Linked DNA regions of Sus scrofa: region 2 is linked to region 1. The links are chromatin contacts, called in public Hi-C maps. All regions are on one chromosome and are shown on one strand. Each heading gives the region's core, a stretch centred on a gene start, on an enhancer-like site or on the middle of the called end of the contact. The rest is flanking DNA. Distances are from core to core; before and after follow the strand shown.

Region 1 (5,088 bases), core at 700-3,199:
CTAACACTCCCCCCCAAAAAATACCAAAAAGAAAAAAACAAAACTACTGACAATATCCCTCATGAGCCTACAGCAAAAATCTTCAACAAAATATAATCAAATCAAATTCTGTAAAATACAGAAGGGTGCACCACAAGGAAGTGGGTTTATCTTGGGAAGGCAAAGTTGGTTCATTGCTTGAAATCTGTCATTACAAGTCATTATATTAATAGTCTAAAGAAAAACGATCACATAGCCTATCGATTGATGCAGAAAAAGCATCTGACAAAATCCAACACCCATTCATGATAAAAACTCTTGGGTCAGTTGGCAACAGAGGGGAACTTTCTCAACTAGATCATGTACTGAGCAGGGCCCTGTGGGACGCCTGGGCACAGAAGCCTTTCTGTGTCCCCAACTTCTTTTTCTTTCTTTCTTTCTTTTTTTTTTTTTTTTTTTTCAGGGCTGCACCCATGGCATATGGAGGTTCCCACGCTAGGGGTGGAATTGGGCTGTAGCCACTGGCCTACACCACAGCCACAGCCACGTGGGATCCAAGCCGTGTTTTGGACCCACACCACAGCTCACGGCAACACTGGATCCTTAACCCACTGAGTGAGGCCAGGGCGAGCCTGCATCCTAGTCAGACTCGTTTCCACTGAGCCACGATGGGAACTCCCCCCATTTCTTGTTTTGAGGAAAATCGGCCTCGCTCAGCCTCCATGGCCTTCCCTGAGTTCCAAGGGACAGGTTCAGACAGCTGCTGATCAGGGACACAGAATGGGATGCAAAGACCAGGGAGGAGCAGTCAAGAAACAACAGTACCACCTTGGGGCAGGATCGTGTTCCCCCTCAAGAGGAGGCATCACACACACCTAAGAGAAAAGTGATATTCCTTAGGCTTCTTTCAGAAAGGAATACTTGAACACTGGACAGCTTAGAGGCCTTCCTTGTCCTTCTCTCTGACTTAACTGCACCCTAAACACACTCACCCTTAAGCCCAAAATGAGGCGCCCTGAGCACAACCAACCGCCTGTGTGTGAAAGATGATCAGCCCAGGATGTTTTTCAGGAACTTTCTCAGTTTGTCTCAATCTCTGATCAATGTGCGGTTTTCACAAGTACTGTTATTCTAGGAAATAACCCAGGAGACTCCCAGCACGACCATGCCGAGATCTCCCGACTCCAGCTTTGGTGACAACGATCCCCTGAAGAAAGAAGAATGCATGTGTTCTCCAGTCTTGATTCCTATCTGAAAGCCTGTGTTTCTGCTTTTTACTGTAAAACTCCCCGCAATTCTCCCAAAGGGGACACTGTCTTTAAGGCATCAGCCTGCTGTGGCCTTCTTTGCCTGGCAAAGCAATGAAAGCGCTCGTTTTCTCCTTCAGCCAAACTCTGTCTCTGTGTTTCTATTCGGCACTGGTGGACAGAGGCCGAGTTTCGGCAACGACACTTTAGAATTTGGAAGACGGGTCGCTGTTCGCCACTGAGACCCTGACAGCTTCCCATTCCCGGTACTTCGAGACCTTTCTGATGACATCAGTGGTTATATCAACACATTTCACTTTTTTCACCATCATACATCACACTTCTTTCTCTTTTTCTCTTTTTCACTGTGCCTGTGGTATGTGGCAGTTCTGCGGCCAGGGATCGAACCCACACCACAGCAGCAATCTGAGGTCCTGACTGTGGCTTGGGTCTGATCCCTGGCCCGGGAGCTCCATGGGCTGTGCGGTGGCCAAAAAAAAGAAGAAAAGAAGAAAGAAACTTCATTGATACGATTTTAAATAGCCACTGAACTTCAAGAAATGTATAGAGTTTGACTTAGCATCAAAGAATAGCCACAATTATTTGAAAAGGCCATGAAAACACCTCTCCCTTTTCTTACTGGTATCTGTGTAAGCCTGTATTTTCTTGGTAAACTTTCACCCCAAACAGGACGTTGCATCAGACACGAGAATCCAGCTGTTTTCTATTAGGGCTGCCATTACGGTTTTTTGTTCTTGTTGTGGCTCAGCCCCATGCTTGCTGCCCCAGCTCCGGCCCTGGTGCCTGTGCCTCCCCTCCTCAAGGACCACCCCCCAGGGACCCGCCTCACTTGATGCCTAAGCATGTGAGTGTACAGATGTGTAGAAACGTAGTCTTTCAGGTGGTTTTCTTTTACTTTTAAATTAATTAATTTACTTAGGGGCATATGGAAGTTTCCAGGCCACGGACCGAATTCCACAGCTGCCCCAACTAGGAATCCTTTAACCCACTGTGCCAGGCAGGGAGGACCTGCACCTCTGCAGGGACCCCAGCCGCTGCAGTAGGATTCTTAACCCACTGCATCCCTTTCATGTGGTTTTTCGGTTTTGTTTTGCTTTTTTTTTTTTTTTTTTTTTCTTTAAAGCCACATCTGCAGCATATGGAAGTTCCCCAATGGGAGCTGCCGGCCTAGGCCACAACCACAGCAGCAGGGGATCTGAGCCACACCTGCGACCTACACCACAGCACACGGAGGGATCCTTAACCCATGGAGTGAGGCCAGGGATGGATCCTGGATACGAGTCCTCATGAATACTAGTCGGGTTCTTAACCCACTGAGCCACAACAAGAACTCCCTCCTTTTATGTGGTTTTAAAGCCACAGCCTCTTTTCCCTTTGTGGCCTCGGCACTGTGCCTTCTCCCACCTCCGCCCGCAGCAGCCCCAGAGCGAGTTCTTTCCTGGTCTTTGAAGACATGATCCACATCCTCGGACTGGAGGAGCCACAAGCTAGAAGGAGCCTGAACACCTGAGCACTTAACCAAGCAGAGCCTCCATCCCACCCTTGAACCGTCTATTTCCAGACTTCTATGTGAAAGAGATGCAAACTCTCGTTTAAAAGCCAGAATACTTCTGTGATTTGCAGTTGAACTTAACCCCACGACGATACCCCTCCATTGACTACATCAGCTCATGTTCCCCCTCACACAGGCCCTGTCCGTGGATATTACTGCCCCCCTTTAGAGATGAGGAAAGGGGCTCAGGGATTCTAGGCAAGTGGCCAGTGAAAGGCTGAAGTGGGCCCAAGGGGGCTCTGCGAACCCTGGCCCCACGCTCTCCACCAGCCCCGGGGCCACAGCCAGGCTGACCTCCCTGTGTGCACTAGCGCCGTCGGGCTTTCCCAGAGTCCCTGTCCAGGGCCCAGAAGCATCTAAGGAGCAAGAGGAGCCATCCTGGGGTCAGAGCCGTTGCAGGGTGACAAGTGCCCCATCTGTCCTGGACTGTTGGCCCTGGGAGTCCCACACCCCTCTGTCATGGGCAAATCTGGACAGGTGGTCACCTTAGACTCTGGTCCAGCCAGGACTCACGGCTGCCCCTGGGAGCACCCAGCACCCTGAGCCACTGCAACCTGCCCATTGCTGGGCGTTGACTCCCTTCACATCCCCGAGCTCTGGGAGCCTCCTGAGCTGGGGTTTGGTGAGGGGCTGGAGCAGGGGTTAAACGTTAAGGTAATGAGACTCATCCATGCTGGTGAGAAGTATCAGAGCCCAAATCACATCCTTTTTGTCTTTTTAGGGCCGCACGTGTGGCATATGGACATTTCCAGGCTAGGGGTTGAATCGGAGCTGCAGCTCCTGGCCAGGGATGGAACCCTCCCCCTCACAGACACTTGTCGGGTTCTTAACCCGCTGAGCCACGACGGGAACGTCCCAAATTACATCTTGACTTGACTTTCACTGGTCTCAGAAGTCAGCAGCCCCCTCCCCAACCCTGTCCTGGCCCTTTTTTTTTTTTTTTTTTTTGCCTTTTTTAGGGCCACACCTGCGGTCTATGGAGGTTCCCAGACTAGGGGTCTAATTAGAGCTGTAGCCATCGGCCTACACCAGAGCCACAGCAACGCGGGATCCGAGCTGCATCTGCGACTTACACCACAGCTCATCGCAATGCCGGATCCTTAACCCACTGAGCGAGGCCAGGGATTGAACCTGCAACCTCATGGTTCCTAGTCGGATTCATTTCCACTGCACCATGACAGGAACTCCTGTCCTGACCCTTTCTTATCTCATCACCCTCTGCACATGCTGTGACCGGGCCCCCTCAGAAAGCACAGAGTCCTGGACTGCCAGGGTCTGGGGCAATCGGGCTGACCCGAAGGTGCCACTCATCCCTGCCTCCATCCAGGCATCCCGTGAGCACGACTGGGCCCCGGCTCAGTAGGGCATGAGGGGCCCCACACCCTGAAGGATTCCAATCACGGCTCTCCTGCCTTCTACCCTCGTGAACTTGGCCAGTAACATTACCTTTTGAGCCTCAGTTTCTCATCTGTGAAATGGGGATATCACCTGGCACTTTAGGCCGGGGTGGGGATTAATGACATAAGGTCCCGTGAAGCTTGGCACAGGGCCGGGCAGCCGGTGCTGTTGTGTTGGGGTACGATGCCTCTGTGCAGGCAGCCTCTGTGCTGGATGCCAGGGACCCGATGGGAAGCCACCTGAGACTCTCCATGGAAACCACAATCCGATAGGGACATGGAACTCGAGGCAGTCAGCAAAAACCAAATAATTGCGGAGCTCCTGCTGTGGGGCCATGAGACCAGCAGCTTCCCTGCAGCGCATAGGTTCCATCCCTGGCCCAGCACAGTGGGTCAAAGGATCCGGCATTGCCATGGCTGCAGGGTAGGTCACATCTGAAGCTGGGATCTGATCCCTGGCATGGGAACTCGGGCCAAAAAAAAAAAAAAATTGTCTTAATGGAGGAGTGAACAAGGCGAGGTGGGAGCATCAGGGAGGAAGAGAGGCTCAGTGTGGCCTGGGGGCCGTCAGGGAGGTCCTCCTGGAGGAGGCAGAGCGTGAGTGGCAGCTTGCAGAGGAGATCTTTGCCAGGCAGATCCAGGCAATGAAAGGGCCTTGTGGGACTCTGGAGTGGGTTCTCCAGTCCTCTGATAGGGGTGGGGTGGGAACCAGGCTCCTCCTGCTGGGCCACGTCTCTGCAGAGGTTCCAGAAGCTTCAGACAAGAGAGCTCCAGCACCCCACATCCTAAAGGCAGCATCAGACCATCCTGCAGGACCAGCAGGTGTGTTCCCAGACCTGTCCTGCCAGCTTCTGCCCATTGTGCATCCGTGTTGAATGGGTTTTTAAAGAGA
Region 2 (5,088 bases), core at 1,402-3,901, 42 kb after region 1:
CATATATCTATCAGGTGTGTAAGAAAAAAATGGAAGATTCTGGAATAAGCGAAGAAATCACTGCTCTGATAAAAAATGATGGACAATAACAAGTGTTGACAGGCATGTGGAGAAGTTGGAAACCTGACATGTTGCCGGTGAGAATATAAGATGGTATAACCCTTACCCTCCAAGAATCAGGTCTAGGAGTTCCCATCATGGCTCAGCGGAAATGAATCTGACTAGCATCCATGAAGACGAAGGTTCGATCCCTGACCTCGCTCAGTGGGTTAAGGATCTGGCATTGCAGTGAGCTATGGTGTAGGTCGCAGACGTGGTTTGGATCTGGCATGGCTGTGGCTGTGGTGTAGGCTGGCAGCTGTAGCTTCAACTCGACCCCTAGCCTGGGAACTTTCAAGTGCTGCAGGTGCGGCCCTAAAAAGACCATTAAAAAAAAAAAAGAAAAAAAAAAAAAGAATCAGGTCTAAGTTCTTGTGAAGTAAGAGTTCTAACTAAGGGACACAATACCACCCCCACCCCAAAAAGGCAGCTGGGCGCCTTTTCAGCTCTGCCCACTTCATACCATCCTTGTAATTATGTAGCAACCACATGCCCTGTGTCCAAGCCAGCAGCCCTGCTAAGGGTGCTCCAAGCATTGCTGATCAGTTTCGCTTCTGTAACCTTGCTCCCCTTCTTAGGCTGGAACCCTGTCTGCTGGGGGAAGGGGAAGGGGGAGGTCGGGGGGCTGCTTACATGGGAGAAGCAAGACCCTGTCTTATATAAAAGTTGCTGAGAACAAAGACCTGGTGCTCAGACTCTGGAGGGGACTCCTCTGAGCCGGCACCGGTGCTGAATAAACCTTGCTTTTCTGCATTTCTGAGTGCCGTTTGTCTCTTTCCACCGCCATGGTTTCTCCATACTCGGAGTATGTTACACTGGATGGGCTGAGGTGGAGCGGGGATAAAACTGTAGGTGCTTTGATGGATGAGGGGGTGAAGTGGCCTGACTTGGGAAATGGGGGTGTTTAGGCCGGGCAGGGAGCTGGGGTCTGGATTACGGCGCCTTTGAGGGATGGGCTCAGATGTGGATGGCTATAGAGTGCCTGGGAACCAGCAGGAACACAGCACAACCTGGGTAGGCTTTGGGAGCTCCCCAGCCAAGCATGGTGTGTGTGGGGGGAGGGGCTATGCCCCTCTGACTGTGCTGGGGCAGCCATTGTGACAACCTATGTGTCTCCTCTGGACCTAGGGACGGGGTGAAGCTCCAGGAAAATGACTAACATTGAGTTCCTGCCAACCCTGGCAGTGAGAGAAGGGGCTCCAACTAGATTTAATTTGACTTATCAAAAGAAAGAAATTTCTTTTTTCCTATCTCTTTCGGCCACATGTCTAAGTTCCCCGGCCAGGGATTGAACCTGTGCCACAGCAGTAACCCAAGCCACAGCAGTGATCACACAATCCTTAACCTGCTGAGCCACCAGGGAGCTCCAATGCTTCATTTCTTACACCCTGAGCGCCATCATGTAATTCACAGATGGAATTACAAACCGTGATCTGTGTGAAGCAGGAGGGGGCACAGAGATAGAGAAAAGAGAGCAGATTCACCATGTACTTAGCAGGTAGAGTGAGCAGGTCTTAGTGACAGATTGGAAGTGGAGGGCTGGAAATTGGTGCGAAAAAAAGATTCCAGGTTTCTGATTGAGAATGGGGTGCATTTCCATCCCCTTCCTCTGGAGGATCCATCCTCGCCGCGACAAGACACGGAATCTGCAGTACGACCGGCCCTGTGGCCTACCCGGAGTCCGCCTGCACGGTCTCCTTGCTCCCTACAAAAACCACGAAGTGCGCAGGCAGTGCAGGGCCTAAGTAGGTGTTCAAGGCGGGGATCACAGCGCAAAAGGAGGAAAGTCGCAGCCTTTCCCCGGATTCGCCACCAGGGGCTCCTGCGAGGCCTCCGCCCAGCTCCTGGAGGGCGCGCCCCCTCGCCCGTGACACCACCCCCATCTCCAGGTGGCGCGCGCCCGCGGGTCCCTGGACTTCTCTTGCCTGCTCTCGCCAGGGCACCGCCTCCGCACGGAGCCGACTCCTTGTCGCCAGGCGGGGGCAGGGGGGGGCCGCGCGCGGGCAGCGAAACTGACCTGGCGGAGCGGGCGCGGCGGGGTGCGCGTGCGCGGACGGCGGCAGCTGGGTGTGCGGGTTCAGCCCTGACCGCCCTGGGGCGGCCTCCGGTCCCCAGCGGTCAGATTCCGATCCGGGAGGCGTACTCGAGGCTCTTAAGGGGAGCCTGGGCATCTTCAGGGTCCAAGTCTCGGATTCCAGCCACTTCAGAGGCCGAGCAGCGGGGAGGGGGCGCCGCCCTCCCCCTTACCCCAGGCGGCCGCGTGTGTGCGCGGGCGGGGCAGCCGTGGAGCCCCTGGGTCCTAATCTGGATTCGCCAGGCCGCCGCCGAGGGGAGGGATGGGTAGGGGTGGGGCTGGGAAATGGCTGCAGCTGGGAAGAACCAGGCCAAGGATGAAATCTGCATCTGGGAAGGGCCAGGAACTTCTAGGTCATATCTCATCTTTCCCGCCCAGGTCGGGGGTCCTTGAGGCGACCACCTCCCTCATGGGCCCCTTCTCCCGGTGCGGTGGGGAGCTGGGCAGGACGCAGGCGGGGCGGTGGCTGCAGCTCACCCCTGAGCTGGAGGTTTTGTGCCCCAGGATCTCCTCTTCCGGTCAGGACTATTTTACAAATGGAAAAATTAAAGGCGGCTGGCGCTGGGCTGGAGCTCCGGTCGATCTGGGCCTTCTCCGAAGCTGCCACAGCCCGCAGTGCCCTCTTGGTCCTCGTCTGCGCTCTCTCCCCTTTAGGCCTTGCCCACAGCATGCAGAAGTTCCACGGCCAGGGGTCAAACCTGCGCCACCTGCAGTGACCCGGGCCACAGCAGTGTTAACCCCTGATCCCTAACCTCTAGGCCACCAGGGAACTCCTCTCCCTCTGAGTATCTCTTTCCTGATTGAATCTGCCCGCAGTACAGGCCCCTGGCCTCCTTACAGGGCTGGCTCAGCCCTTACTCCGGCTTCCCTTGCGCGTCTCTTCTCACCTTTAAAAATCTCCAGAGCCTTAAGCCGGGCCCAGCTCTCTTTCCACTCTGACACTGTTGCTGAGGGAGCTCAGCCATCCTTGTTTCCAGGCAGCTCTGTCTTCAGTGGGAAGCCCTAGTAGCCAGTGGCTCCCTGGGCATTAGCCCCTGGATGCTGCCCATCACAGAGACAGCACCACCTGCCTGGCCCTGGGCATGAGTGTGCCATGGGACCTGGTGTATGAGTCAGAGAGAACTGAAAGGAAAGGGCTAGTGGTCATACGTGATACTTTCTTATTCCATACACGATACCTTTTTAGCTCCAGTATGGCCTTTTCTTGTCTAATGGGGCCCTGTTAGAACTCATATGGCAGCAAACCCTGTGTTGGGCCAGGAAGAATCCTCCTAATATGTGTGTGTGTGTGTTTATAGAGGTGGTTTGTGGGGGCTGTTGGGAGTGGAGTAAGGAGAAGGCTTGGGGCCAACTGCTTAGAGAATTGGGCCATTTGGGAGTCATCAACACAAGCCGAGCTCCTTTAAAAAGAGCCTTGGCGTTCCCGTCGTGGCTCAGTGGAAATGAACCTGACTCATATCCATGAGGACGCAGGTTCAATCCCTGACCTTGCGCAGTGGGTTAAGGATCCGGCGTTGCCCTGAGCTGTGGTGTAGGTTGCAGATGCAGCTTGGCTCTGGCGTTGCTATAGCTCTGGCGTAGGCCAGTGGCTACAGCTCTGATTCGATCCCTAGCCTGAGAACTTCCATATGCCCCTGGTGCCGGCCTAAGAAGACAAAAAATAAAAATTGTATCCATTGAGTTGCAGTGCAATGGGATCAGGGGCGTCTTGGGAGCACTGGGACACAGGTTTGATCCCCAGCTCAGCACCGTAGGTTAAGGATCTGGCATTGTGGCAGCCGTGGCTTAGGTCACAACTGTGGCTCGGATCTGATCCCTGGCCTGGGAACTCCATAGGCCTAGGGGTGGCCAAAAAAGAAAAAAAGAACCCTGTGAAAAAGAGACCTTTAGGAGTTCCCTTTGTGGTGCAGTGGTTAACAAATCCGACTAGGAACCATGAGATTGCTGGTTCGATCCTTGGCCTTGCTCGAACCAGGGGTTAAGGATCTGGCGTTGCCGTGAGCTGTGGTGTAGGTTGCAGACGCGGCTCGGATCCCGCGTTGCTGTGGTTGTGGCGTAGGCCGGCGGCTACAACTCCGATTCGACCCCTAGCCTGGGAACCTCCATATGCCGTGGGAGCGGCCCTAGAAAAGGCAGGAAAAAAAAAAAAAGAGAGACCTTTACAAGGGGTTAATGTCCTTACTGGGTCTCTAAGGTCTTAAAGGGGAGAGGTGTTCCTTGGGAGCCGGCTCCCAAGGCCCCTAGGCCCCTGAGGACCCTCGGTTTTAAGGGGGAGGCTACAGTGGCCCATACCAGTGGGATCCTGGTGGGACGCATCTCTGAGCAAGGCTGAACTTGAGCCTTGCCGGCAGCCCCCAGCCTTTTCCCCAGTAACACACTGACAGCTACAACACGGACCCCCTGACTCCCTCCCGAGGTCCTGGGATTCAGAGAGCTGCTCCCCCTGCCTGGGTGACAGTCCTTGTGCAAAGCATTTTCATTCATTTGTGCAAGCCCTCGTGCAAAGCACTTTCTTTCATTCAAGGGCTTCCAGAGGGGGCTAACCCTGGCCCCCCAACCATATCCGTGACACCCCTTCCTGTCCCCGCTGCCTGGGATGTCTCTACCGCGTGGCCACTTCCTCCGGGTAGCCTTCCTGTATCCTTTCTTCGCTGTCCTCTGAGAGCCGGTCCCTCAGCTGTCCCAGGGCCTCATCCACACCACTACACATCTTATTGTCATAAAATGGGGACTTTTGTTTCTTTTTACAGCCGCACACGTGGCATAAGTTCCCGGGCTGGGGGTTGAATTGGAGCTGCACCTGAGGCTTATACCACAGCCAGGGCAACACCAGATCCGAGCTGCATCCGTAACCTGTGCTGCACTTTGCAGCTGTGCCAGATCTGTAACCCATGGATCTGGCATTAACAGGCCAG

Evidence for each region. Hi-C and Micro-C count contacts between places; a contact is called where the count stands out from the background.
Region 2: a Hi-C map of subcutaneous adipose tissue shows a contact between it and region 1, with 2.2 times the contacts expected there. The contact joins two enhancer-like sites. A contact is called at or near these places in 20 of 47 Hi-C or Micro-C datasets (adipose tissue, alveolar macrophages, embryonic fibroblasts and 11 more) and 1 of 2 datasets of contacts at active chromatin or transcription factors (skeletal muscle).

What each region holds. Positions count from the first base shown.
Region 1 is chr9:9,763,047-9,768,134 of Sscrofa11.1, forward strand. No RefSeq gene overlaps it. Among named protein-coding and RNA genes, the nearest start is that of SERPINH1, 17 kb to the right of the region's middle. Within about 2 kb of position 1,950, at least 5 of the 83 cell types and tissues checked have an H3K27ac peak or open chromatin away from gene starts, as enhancers often do. A contact at or near this core is called in mesenteric adipose tissue and subcutaneous adipose tissue, where this site is marked.
Region 2 is chr9:9,804,365-9,809,452 of Sscrofa11.1, forward strand. No RefSeq gene overlaps it. Among named protein-coding and RNA genes, the nearest start is that of SERPINH1, 24 kb to the left of the region's middle. Within about 2 kb of position 2,652, at least 41 of the 83 cell types and tissues checked have an H3K27ac peak or open chromatin away from gene starts, as enhancers often do. A contact at or near this core is called in mesenteric adipose tissue and subcutaneous adipose tissue, where this site is marked.